2 separate regions of the Mus musculus genome follow, and region 1 is linked to region 2. Evidence: chromatin contacts called from public Hi-C data. All regions are on one chromosome and are shown on one strand. Each heading gives the region's core, a stretch centred on a gene start, on an enhancer-like site or on the middle of the called end of the contact. The rest is flanking DNA. Distances are from core to core; before and after follow the strand shown.

Region 1 (5,296 bases), core at 186-2,685, 140 kb after region 2:
CTAATGAGTCGTATGATGCTTCCTTTTTTTCTCAGTTTTGCAAATAGTTTCTATGTGATTTCTATTATTTCTTAATTGAAACTTTAATAAAATTCACTCAGGCCTAATGTCTATTGACAGGAACTATTATCAGGTTTTTTTCTTTGACTTATTGCTATTCTGCATTTTATTTCCTCTTCTTTGTTCTCCCCTCTTCCCTCTTCATCTTTCGTATGTATCTATATCTGTTTGTACAAGTCTGTGTGAGCACACATGCAAGTGTGCGCATCCCTTTAGTCTGTGTCCCCTGATTGTTCTCTCTTTGTCTTTTTTTTTCCTTCCAAAATGGCAATGACTGTTTTTAATTTCCTGGGTTTTCAATTTTTTTTTCTACATAATCATTACTAATGGTTTTGCTTCTGAATTTTTGGACTTCAATTAACTTTTTGAAATTCGTTTTCAATGCTTTTCCTTAAAACACTATAGCAGGATCTTGCTGTATAGCCCAGCAGGTCTTGAACTCACTATTCTCCTGCCTCTACCTCCTGAGTGCTAGGATTATAGTCATGTATCATAGATTGTTCTTCATGTTTTGTGGCTGTTACTCTTCTGCTTAACTTTGAAACTATTTTTAAAGAAATATTTACTGATTGATACTTTGTGTGTGTGTGTGTGTGCCTGAATGTACATATGTGTATAAGAGCATTGGAAGTCAGAGAGGGCACCAGATCTCCTAGAACAACTGGAGTTGCAGAACATTGTGAGCTGCCATAAAGGCTCTGGGAATTGAACCCAGGTCCTCTGCAAGAGCAGCAAGTGCTCTTCCCTGGGGCCATCTTTCTAGGCCCTTCTTTGAAACTCTTAACCAACCAGATTCATTTTAAAGGAGAGACTTACAGTCTAGTGTTACCTTAGCCTGGTATGAACTGTTCATGTTGTTGCTTCTATTTTGGCTCTTTGTGGACTGTTGGTTTTTCAGAGCAGGCCTCTCTCTCTATTCCTGGCTGTCCTGGAATTCCCTATGTGGAGCAGGCTTGCCTCAAACTCAAAGAGCTCCTCTTCCCTCGGCCCTCCTAGTGTGAATGCTGAGATGAAAGCCTCCTACCTTGGTGAGCCCAGGCTCCAGAGCCTCTGTTTCCTTCTGGCAGGATGCAGCAGGTCTCTATCTTCAGCCTACTTACCATATTGTTTCTGTTCTGTTTCTGGGCTGCAGAGATATGTTGGAGTGTGTACAGGCCTGACTTTGCTTCCCATTTTGTACTTCGTCTGTTGCCACCGTTGTTTTGGATCACAGCGGTCCTGGAAGTACATGTTGGCTGGCAGGCCCTCCAGCTCTTCCCTGGTCGCCGCTCTCTCTGACATCATCACTTTGGTTGTTCAGCTCTCACATGCAGCTTGGGTCCCCATGTCCCCCTTTCTGTCGCAACAGCATCCAGTGGTGTAGACTGCTCCTGGGTTTACCTTTGTCCCTTGGCTGACACAATGTTCCACTACCCCGGTTCATGACCTCTTCTGGCTTTTGCTTCTTCTCTCCTTCCTTTTGCATGCTAAATCCTTTGCTGTGGGGCGGGCTTGACCCGCTCTTTCACCGAAATAAGTATTTTCATATCTTCAGTAATCTCGAAGGCAAATCCCCCCATCCCCGGGATGTTTTCCCTGCGGAGGAGTCGAAAAGCATCAGATCTGCTTGTGGTACATTCCGCTCATTCTGTGCTACCAGATTCCTTCCCCTTTGAACCTTTCCAATTCTATCACAGATGTCGTCTTCCTCACTCACAGTCTAGGCACGCACACACACACACACACACACACACACAGAGAGAGAGAGAGAGAGAGAGAGAGAGAGAGAGAGAGAGAGAGAGAGAGTCATGGAGAGAGAGAGAGACATGGAGAGAGAGAGAGACACGGAGAGAGACAGAGCGATATGCTGGTGGAGCCTCCTAATGTGGGTACTAGGAACTGAGATTCGGGTACCGGGAACTAATCCGGTCCTCTGCAAGAGCAACAGGCATCTTACTGCTGAGTCATCTCTCATCCCTGGCTTTTTATCTTCAGACAGCATCTTTTTTTTTTTTTTTTTTTTTTGGTTTCGAGACAGGGTTTCTCTGTATAGCCCTGGCTGTCCTGGAACTCACTCTGTAGACCAGGCTGGCCTTGAACTCAGAAATTCGCCTGCCTCTGCCTTCCAAGTGCCGGGATTAAAGGTGTGTGCCAACACACTGCCCGACTTCAGACAGCATCTTTCAAGTAGGACAGAAGTAAAAGGGGTGGAGGCTCTGAGGGAGGCTGTTTGTGAGGACTGCCTGGGACAGCCTGGGGGATTCCTTCTCACCTCACAATGAGGGGCAGCTCTAAGAAAGAGGCTCCTGGGATTGTCCCACGGGTTTGTCAGATGAGGAGGCAGAATCAAAGAGAAGACCAGAGAACCTATCATCACAGCTAGAAGTCTCCTAATGGGATTTCAAAGATGCAGACAGGAACATTAGAGAATTAAATGAGCGTGAATAAAGAAGTTGAGGTTTTTTGTTTGTTTGTTTGTTTGTTTGTTTTGTTTTGTTTTGTTTTGTTTTCTGAGGCAGGTCTTTGTGTAGTCCTGGTTGTCCTGGAACTTGCTCTGTAGACCAGGTTGGCCTCAAACTCAGAGATCTGCCGGCCCTCTGCCTCCAAAGTGCTGGGATTAAAGGCGTGCCCCCCCCACTGCCTAGTTTAAGAAATTGAGATTTTAGCCGGGTGTGGTGGCGCACGCCTTTGATCCCAGCACTTGGGAGTCAGAGGCAGGAGAATTTCTGAGTTCGAGGCCAGCCTGGTCTACAGAGTGAGTTCCAGGACTGCCAGGGCTATACAGAGAAACTCTGTCTCGAAAAAAAAAAAAAAAAGGAAAAAAGAAAAAAAGAAATTGAGCTTTTTAGATCCTTATTTCACTGTCCTTCTACTTGTGATATACCACCTGGTCTTTCGGGGTTCATCTGAGATGCCAGCTCCTCTCAGTGGGGATTGGAGACAGCTGAGCTTGCAGAGTGCTTGCCTGGCATGGATTCCTAGTGCTATCAACCTTGGCTGCATAGGGAGTTCGAGGCCGGCCTGGGCTGAGTGACTTCATGTCTCAAGGTCCTTCAGGGCACCCTGGAAGATGTTTCGTTTTTCTCTGACTTTGTAACTTGTGGTTCAGAAGCACCTTGTGGTTTCAGGGTTTCCTATCCCTGCTGGGTGCAAACCTCCGAGAAAAGCTGCTTTCTGTGTCTCCTCTGTCACGTGAGGGAGGCGACTCAGCTCAGTGTAGGCACTTATGGGGAGTGATGACCACGCCGAGTCTACACTGCCAGGGGAAAAAAATAGAAATCTTAAATAATGAAATAGTTCAAGGAATTTGAATATTTCAAAGCTCCAGCCACACAAAAGCTGAATAATTCATGCAAATATTTGAGGAAAAGAACAAAAGCCTATCTAATAATCCAGCTCACTGTTCTTTATTTGGGTCCATAAAAGGAGATGTCACGCTCAGGCCTGGTGGCAAACTCAGTTTTATGAGCTTTGAAATGTAGATTTGAGCCATTACATCACAATCAAAATTGAAAATTAAAAAGAAGCATTATTTAAAAAAAAGCAAACTCCAGATTTATGCCATTTCAAAGGAAGTGTCATTTGGAAAGAAGTTGACTCGCACCATGAAGTATGTGACATTTTTTTCAATTTCTATGCTCTTCTGTAGTAAGGGTGGGCTTGTGGGATGTGTAGACATGTGCCTAATCAAATTCAGCTTGACTTCTCGAGTTAAGAAAATGCATATGAAGTATTTCTGAGATAAGCAGACGCACGATCTATTTTTAGCTCACGAGTCTCCGGGCTGCTGGTGTTGGTCTCACCCCTTATTCGAAAAATAGCTTTGGAGTATGATCTACGGTTTCTTGTTCACTCAAAATACACAGGGAGAGCATGTATCCCAGGGTGCTGAAGGGTGCTTGAGAGCTCTGACTTCTGTTTTCCACTTAGGGAAGAGTACCGTACCATTATCTGTGCTTGTTTCTCACACACACACACACACACACACACACACACACACACACACACACACACGTGTTACTGATCTGGGACTGGAACAGAGCTCTTCTGGCCCCAGCCTTCTGTTCACTGAGCTGGATGACACTGGGAATTCATGCAAACTCAGAGATAAAACTGTGGTAGGCTATTAGCTGATTTCATGACTTAAGTCTAGACTCAACCCAGTGGCTGCCCTGAGACTTGCTTTTGAGGTACGACAGGAAGAGGACTGGAAGGTCCCTTCTTACGTTTGACATAGGACCTGAGTTAGGATGCGGCAGCTCTTGCGGGTAGTGGGTGTCTGCAGATGGGACCAGAATTAGCGAATAGTGAAAAGCCTAATAGAATTTTCTTAATTTGAAAATTTGAAGTAAACAAATCAGAAATGAATTTCAAGGTCATTGTAAGTAACAGGAAGGACTCAGAATGTCCTCACTAGCCACACGTCACTGCACTAACAGCCTGGCTCAGAAGCATGCGACAGTGGTTCACCGAGATTCGTTTTCAAGAAGAGTTTCCCTTTAAAAACGTGTATTTTTTTATTTATGTATGGTGTGTGTGTGTGTGTGTGTGTGCTCATGCTTGCATCTGTGTGCCCATACACACCAGTGTATACTTGTCTGAGTGTCAGAAGAGGCATGGGATCCTCTGGAACTGGAATTACAGACAATTGTGAGCCACCCACACGGATGGATGCAGCAATCTGAACTAGGGTCCTTTGCAAGAACACTAAATGCTCTTAGCTGCTGAGCTGTCTCTCCAGTCCCAGGAGGAGTCTCACTTTTAAGGTTGATGCTACAGTTGCAGATTTCTAAAGAACCAGTTCCTTTATTGTTTCTTGCTCTCTCTCTTTCTCTCTCTCTCTCTCTCTCTCTCTCTCTCTCTGAGAAGCTTTGCTTAGCAGCATAGGAAAGAAATGTATATATGGTTAGTTTATTATATATTAAAGTTAAAAAAATCTGACCTTAGTAAAAAAAAGTCATACTAGATACAGAAAAAAATAGACATTCAAAGAACCATATATCAAATATATATAGTGTATGATTATTTTATACTGATCTTTAAATGTGCATTTAAAATAATAATTACTACTACTACTAATACTACTGCTAAAATAATTACTGTTATTATTTTCAAGTCAGGGTTTCTCTGTGTAGCCCTGACTGTCCTAGAACTCACTCTGTAGACCAGGATGGCCTTAAACTCAGAGACCTGCCTGCCTCTGCCTTTGGAGTATTGGGATTAAAGGTGTATACTACCACGGCTTGGCTATTTTTAT
Region 2 (5,468 bases), core at 1,210-3,709:
GGCTTCTGTTACTGCTGTTTACCCATCAGTTTCCTGAATATGGTCACCATACTGACCACTCCTGTGTCACAAAGCTTCTATTTTAATGAGATACCTCCATTTTTGGTTGCTACTGTCTTTGTCAAATAAAAAAGAAACACATTCTAATATGGACTGAGAATGACTAATTCAAACAGGAGACAGCTCAGCATGAAAAGCCACGACAGAATTGACAAGGCAGCTGCAGGGCAGAGCAGGGATTTCTAGGACTCACATCCTACCTGGAATAGTACACCTGGCATTTGAAATTATAGTTCTCTTTCTTAAAGTAAGGAGGCTGACATACTTTGGTAGACTCATGCTCTCAGGCAATCCTGCAGAATGGACTCAGCAGTCGGCTCTCTGCAGAAGCCCGCATGCATGTGCTGTGAACAAATGAGTGCAGGAGCAGCCTGCTTTCCCGGAGGACACTCGCTCACCTCACGGCTGCTCTCTGGTGGTGCATGGGCAAACACATTCACACTTTTGGGAGACTAAGGCTGGGTCAGACCAGCTGTGAGGCTTTCACTCTAAGGAGCTAAGTTTTAAAAGGCTTTTATTTTCAAGAATGTGAGGGACTGGGGTGTTCTTGGACACAGCAATTCAGGAAGCACACTACCTATCCACTGTGCATGTGCTGAAACGCAAAGCCTTCTCCAGGCTGCTGCAATTCCTAGGAGAAATGGACTCTTCTTAAAGCTTGTGAGGTTGTACCTCTAAATCGCTTTTCTTACAGTTATCATACCACGAAATCCCAAAGGCATTGTTAGCTGTCTACTGTAGACAGTGAGTAGAATGCTTAGCTATCAAGTTTATTGAGCAGGCCAGCCTGATGAGTTTTCAAATGACAAGTTATGAATCGGAAATGGTAAATGACACAAAAAACAATTAATCAATTCCAAGTACCAGAGCAAGAAAGAACAACTGACGTGTCATATTTGAATGTCGTGTTGACTGTGATGCTCTCCCAGGGCCGTAAGCCACAGGAGCTTATGGCTGCAGCGGCATGGCAAAGGAAGACAAAGCCGGCTGGCTGCCGAGTCCTGCTGTCACCACACGCCTTGGTATTTCAATGTGAGCAGGCACACTTTAGTTCCTGGTATGCAAGTGGGAATTGCAGCAGTAGGGGAAGTGCCCGCAGTGACAGGTGGCTGTGGAAAGCACTTGAGAGGCCTGGGCACACCAAGCACTGCTCCCCTGCATTCTTAAGGACACCTCCGGGAAGCGCTCGCCCAAATTACAGTGGGAGAAGCCTGTCGCCTACGGGAGGGCCTGCTAGGCCCTACTGTTTGCAGAATACATAACTTTTTCTACTCTCATTTCTCCCATGGTTTTCTAGAAACTATATGCTATATGACATAACAGATTAAATGAAGTAGCAGACATGAAAATCCAGCCATCTTGCAGAAAGTAAAGAAAATATGAAAAAAGAAAACAATGCCACCTCCTTACTATTATTATTTTCTCAGAGGAAAAAGTAGCTCTTTCCATAAGAATACTGCCTGTTATTGCCCCAGCAGTTTGCTAGACTGCACGGGTGTAACTGGAGTGACACAGACATGGGTACTGTGTCAGAGAGAGGAGACATTTGAGCTGGTCCCTTAGAGCAATACTTTTTTTGTTGTTTTGTTTTGTTTTTCGAGACAGGGTTTCTCTGTGTAGCCCTGGCTGTCCTGGAACTCACTGACCAGGCTGGCCTTGAACTCAGAAATCTACCTGCCTCTGCCTCCCGAGTGCTGGGATTAAAGGTATGCACCACCAGTGCTCGGCTAGGGCAAGACTTTTTAAAAAACTGTATAAAACATGTACTTTATTAAAGATGAAGATGTATCACTATTTATAAATAAATAAATAAATAAATAAATATATTTGGAAACCCTTTTGTTTACTTTTCCATCCTAAAATACTATACCAGCAACAAGAAGGCCTTAGCATGGTGATGGTACAAAGGGGCCCAAGATTTGAGAAGTGTGTGGCTTTCCCAAGTTAACACAGTCTCTGGGGGATGGTGGGCTTTTGTATCCTCTCAGAAGATAAGCCAGCAGTGGCAGCAAACGCCTCTGATCATGTCATTAGCCTCTGATCATGTCATTAGCCTGGGCTATATAGTGAACAAGCCTTTCATAAACAAACAAGTAAAAACTACATTTCCTAAGCATGTGACAGCTTTTTTTAGGCATTAATATTTGAAACTAATTAGGAAGAGAGTTTACATATAGTTTTACTTCCTGTTACCAGAACCAACGGGATCCACATGGCATTTGGCTTTGTGTGTGTGTGTGTGTGTGTGTGTGTGTGTGTGATATTTTCTCTGGCCCAAGCTGGCCTCAGACTTGCTGTGTAGCTGAAGATGGCCTTGGATTGTGATCCACCTGCCTCCACTCTCTGAGTGCTGGGGTAACAGCACATTTTTGGGTTTTGTGTGGGTGTGGTACTGGGGATGCACTGTGGCTCTGTGCACAGCAGGGGGAGCCACACCCCATCTCCCACACTCTGCTTCTGCAGTGAGAGTCCTACAGGAAGCCCTGCATCGGCATTGCTTTCTCATGTCTTTCTATGAATGAAGGTATTTTGCTAACAAGTTATAGAGCCTGTAAAGTTGCATAGAGGACACGTGGCCGACTTTTGTGGCTTGACAACTGAGAAGATGAGATGCAGCTCAGTCTGCTGAGTGAGCCATTGCACTCCCACAGCAGAGAGCGCTGGAGAACAAGTGGCTCCAGGCTACACAAGAACAGAGCCACCTTCTCACACCCACTTGCACTTGGCTGGGAAGGGGTTTTTGGTAATAGAACTGAATGACTATATTGAAATGATGGAAAAAATCTCATGAAAATTTCTAAATTGGCACAATGTATGAACACAGATTTCAGTGACAAGGAGGGAAACTGAGGTGGGAAAGTCTGAAGCCACCGTCAAGCACGCAGCACATCTAAATTAGCAAAGGGAGCCATGCGGCAAGCTACTAGGCTCACACAGCGGCCAGGCTGACTCAAAACAACTTGTGTATGCACTTCCCTGACTGTATGTAAAAGCAAGAAGCTCGGTATTTCTCTAAAATTAAACAACAGTTTATCTACTTCCTAGCATAATTGACAATTACTAAGTAGCTACTTACACGTAAAAACAGTAAGTGCCCACTAAGCCCCATGGGTACTAGATAGTTCACAGTGGCTACTCATTTCTGCCTCTGCAGTTGGCTGCCATGGGAGCCGTGGTCTGACTGACTCATGCTTTACTCCTATCCAGGGACAGTTAGTTATCCTTACAACTATGCTCTACACTACAGAGAAAACCAGACGCAGTTTAGCTTCCTTTTAAAAATAACTGCTTTGGTTAAAAAAATAACAGAAGGTCAGAAGAACCAGTCCCAGAGATACCAGAATTCAAAAGAAAAGGTGTTAGTTGGGTTTTGTTATGGAAAGCAAAGGCCATGCAACAAATCTAATCCAAAGGTTCCTGTGGGATACGAACTAGGCAGAAACCCATTAATGGAATCTGCCAACCTTCACCTATAGAGAAAGCAGGAAATCCTGAGTTTTAGTCCAGTGCTGCCTCGCTGAAGAATAAAGGAGACTTATTATACAGTAAGAGAAGTGCTGCATCTGTGCTCATATCACATGTATGTGCACATATCACATGTATGTGCTCATATCACATGTATGTGCACATATCACATGTATGTGCACAACGACACAGGAAACAGCCAGAGCTAAGACTTTGGCCAACCTACCTTGCCAATGACTCGTTATATAGAATACAGTTCCTTAAGCAGGGATCCAATTCATCAAAAAATGAAGGGTGGGCAAATTATTAACATTTACCTGGCTAAAGTAGCTATACATACTAAGAAAAGGTCTAACATTAGGAAAAAATCAGACAACTGGAGCTGGGAAATATAGAAAAGCATTTGTGACTATATTACTTTTCAAGCACATTAATTTTAAATGAAAGGGTGAGCGACATATAGTCAAAATATTCAGCGTCTTCAGGTACATGAAAATTTGGTTGCAACGGAGTCCTTAAAAGCCAACGGTATCATTAGAAAAACATCACTCAATTTTTAACATCACTATGACACAGTGACACATAATTTATTCTTTGTTGTCTACCAAAATCAGAATAATTAATTAGTGACAATTATCTATTGCTCAGGTAAAACTACATCTTCCACCAGGGGGTTTTAGACTTATCTTCCAGGTTAAGAAAGACAGAGTCTAGTGGATGGTGCATATCTTTTAACTTCAGCATTCGAGAGGCAGAGGCAGAGGCAGAGGCAGAGGCAGAGGCAGAGGCAGAGGCAGAGGCAGGAGGAGCTCTGTAAGTCTGAGGCCAGTCAGGGCTACATAATGAGACCTTACCTCAAAATATATACACGAATAAACAAACAATGCAAAAGATTAAAGAAGAAAGGTAGGCTAATAAATAATGACAAATTCCTAATCTTTTATATCTAACAAACTTAAACAAAATTAGCATACTTCTTTAGCTTTTCATTAAAAGCCCTTTATACTAGAAAGTGTAGTTAGGTTAAAAAAAATGAAGTGTTCAGATTATAGAAGAGAAAGACATGGTTTACATTAAACTAAGGTGTCTGTCAGTAATCATTGTTTCTTAATTTGAAGTATGGCAATAGATGTCTCAGCTCTCTAGTGTAATCAATAGATTGAAATTTTGAGTTCTAATTTTGTGTGTATATATATATATATATATCCCCAGAATACTTTGGTAATTCAAATACTCCCTTACAGATTGGCTTATAGAATGAAAATTCATCTATGGAATCAGGAATTAAGGATGGGCAGTTCTGGATTCTTAACCCTGGCATATGACGAACTCACACAAGTCTGTAAACTAACTATATCATGCTCTCACCATCATGGTGTCTTAATCTACTTTTCTCATGAAATAGCTTTCATGAATGCATGTCTACTTTTATTTATTTTACTAGCATTTTATTTTATTTTACTAGTGTTCTTTAAAAGACCAGCACAGCTAAAGTTAAAACATGGATTTCTAAGCAGGTGAATGATTTTAAAAAATTTTAGCTGCTCTTAGTGGCCAGCTTATCTGAGAGATGCATCAAGCAAGTTTTGCAGAGGGTAAGCAGGTCCACTCTAGAAAGAAATCAGCCGCTGAGATACAGATTCATCACAGCTGGGGTGACTGCAACAAGAACGAGCTGCAGGTTAGGCCAATATGGACTGTTGGGCTGTTTAGGCTGATCTTCCCAGATGACAACTACTGACCAGGGGAAGACTATGGGAAGGTCAAGGGCACGCTGCACGACATATACTGGCTCAATAAAATTTACTACCTTAAATATTAAATATAAAATATAATATTGAAGACAATTACTTAGAATTTAAGTTTCAAAAGAACTTTACTTACTTGTTGCCACCTAAGAAGCAATGGCTTTGGTGTCCTTGTCCGTACTCTAGTTGCAGATC

The links. Hi-C and Micro-C count contacts between places; a contact is called where the count stands out from the background.
Region 1: a Hi-C map of cerebral cortex shows a contact between it and region 2, with 3 times the contacts expected there. The contact joins two enhancer-like sites. A contact is called at or near these places in 2 of 15 datasets of contacts at CTCF or cohesin (CD8 T cells and the NIH/3T3 cell line), 4 of 484 Hi-C or Micro-C datasets (Th1 cells, cerebral cortex and embryonic stem cells), 4 of 115 datasets of contacts at active chromatin or transcription factors (CD8 T cells, bone marrow-derived macrophages and embryonic stem cells) and 2 of 9 other capture datasets (adipose tissue and liver).

Annotation. Positions count from the first base shown.
Region 1 is chr17:80,759,411-80,764,706 of GRCm38.p6, forward strand. No RefSeq gene overlaps it. Among named protein-coding and RNA genes, the nearest start is that of Gm33538, 23 kb to the right of the region's middle. Within about 2 kb of position 1,436, at least 13 of the 459 cell types and tissues checked have an H3K27ac peak or open chromatin away from gene starts, as enhancers often do. A contact at or near this core is called in cerebral cortex, where this site is marked.
Region 2 is chr17:80,618,647-80,624,114 of GRCm38.p6, forward strand. It overlaps Map4k3 (mitogen-activated protein kinase kinase kinase kinase 3), which reads right to left. Exons shown (of 34, transcript NM_001290345.1): 16 at 5,410-5,468. Among named protein-coding and RNA genes, the nearest start is that of Cdkl4, 44 kb to the left of the region's middle. Within about 2 kb of position 2,460, at least 17 of the 459 cell types and tissues checked have an H3K27ac peak or open chromatin away from gene starts, as enhancers often do. A contact at or near this core is called in cerebral cortex, where this site is marked.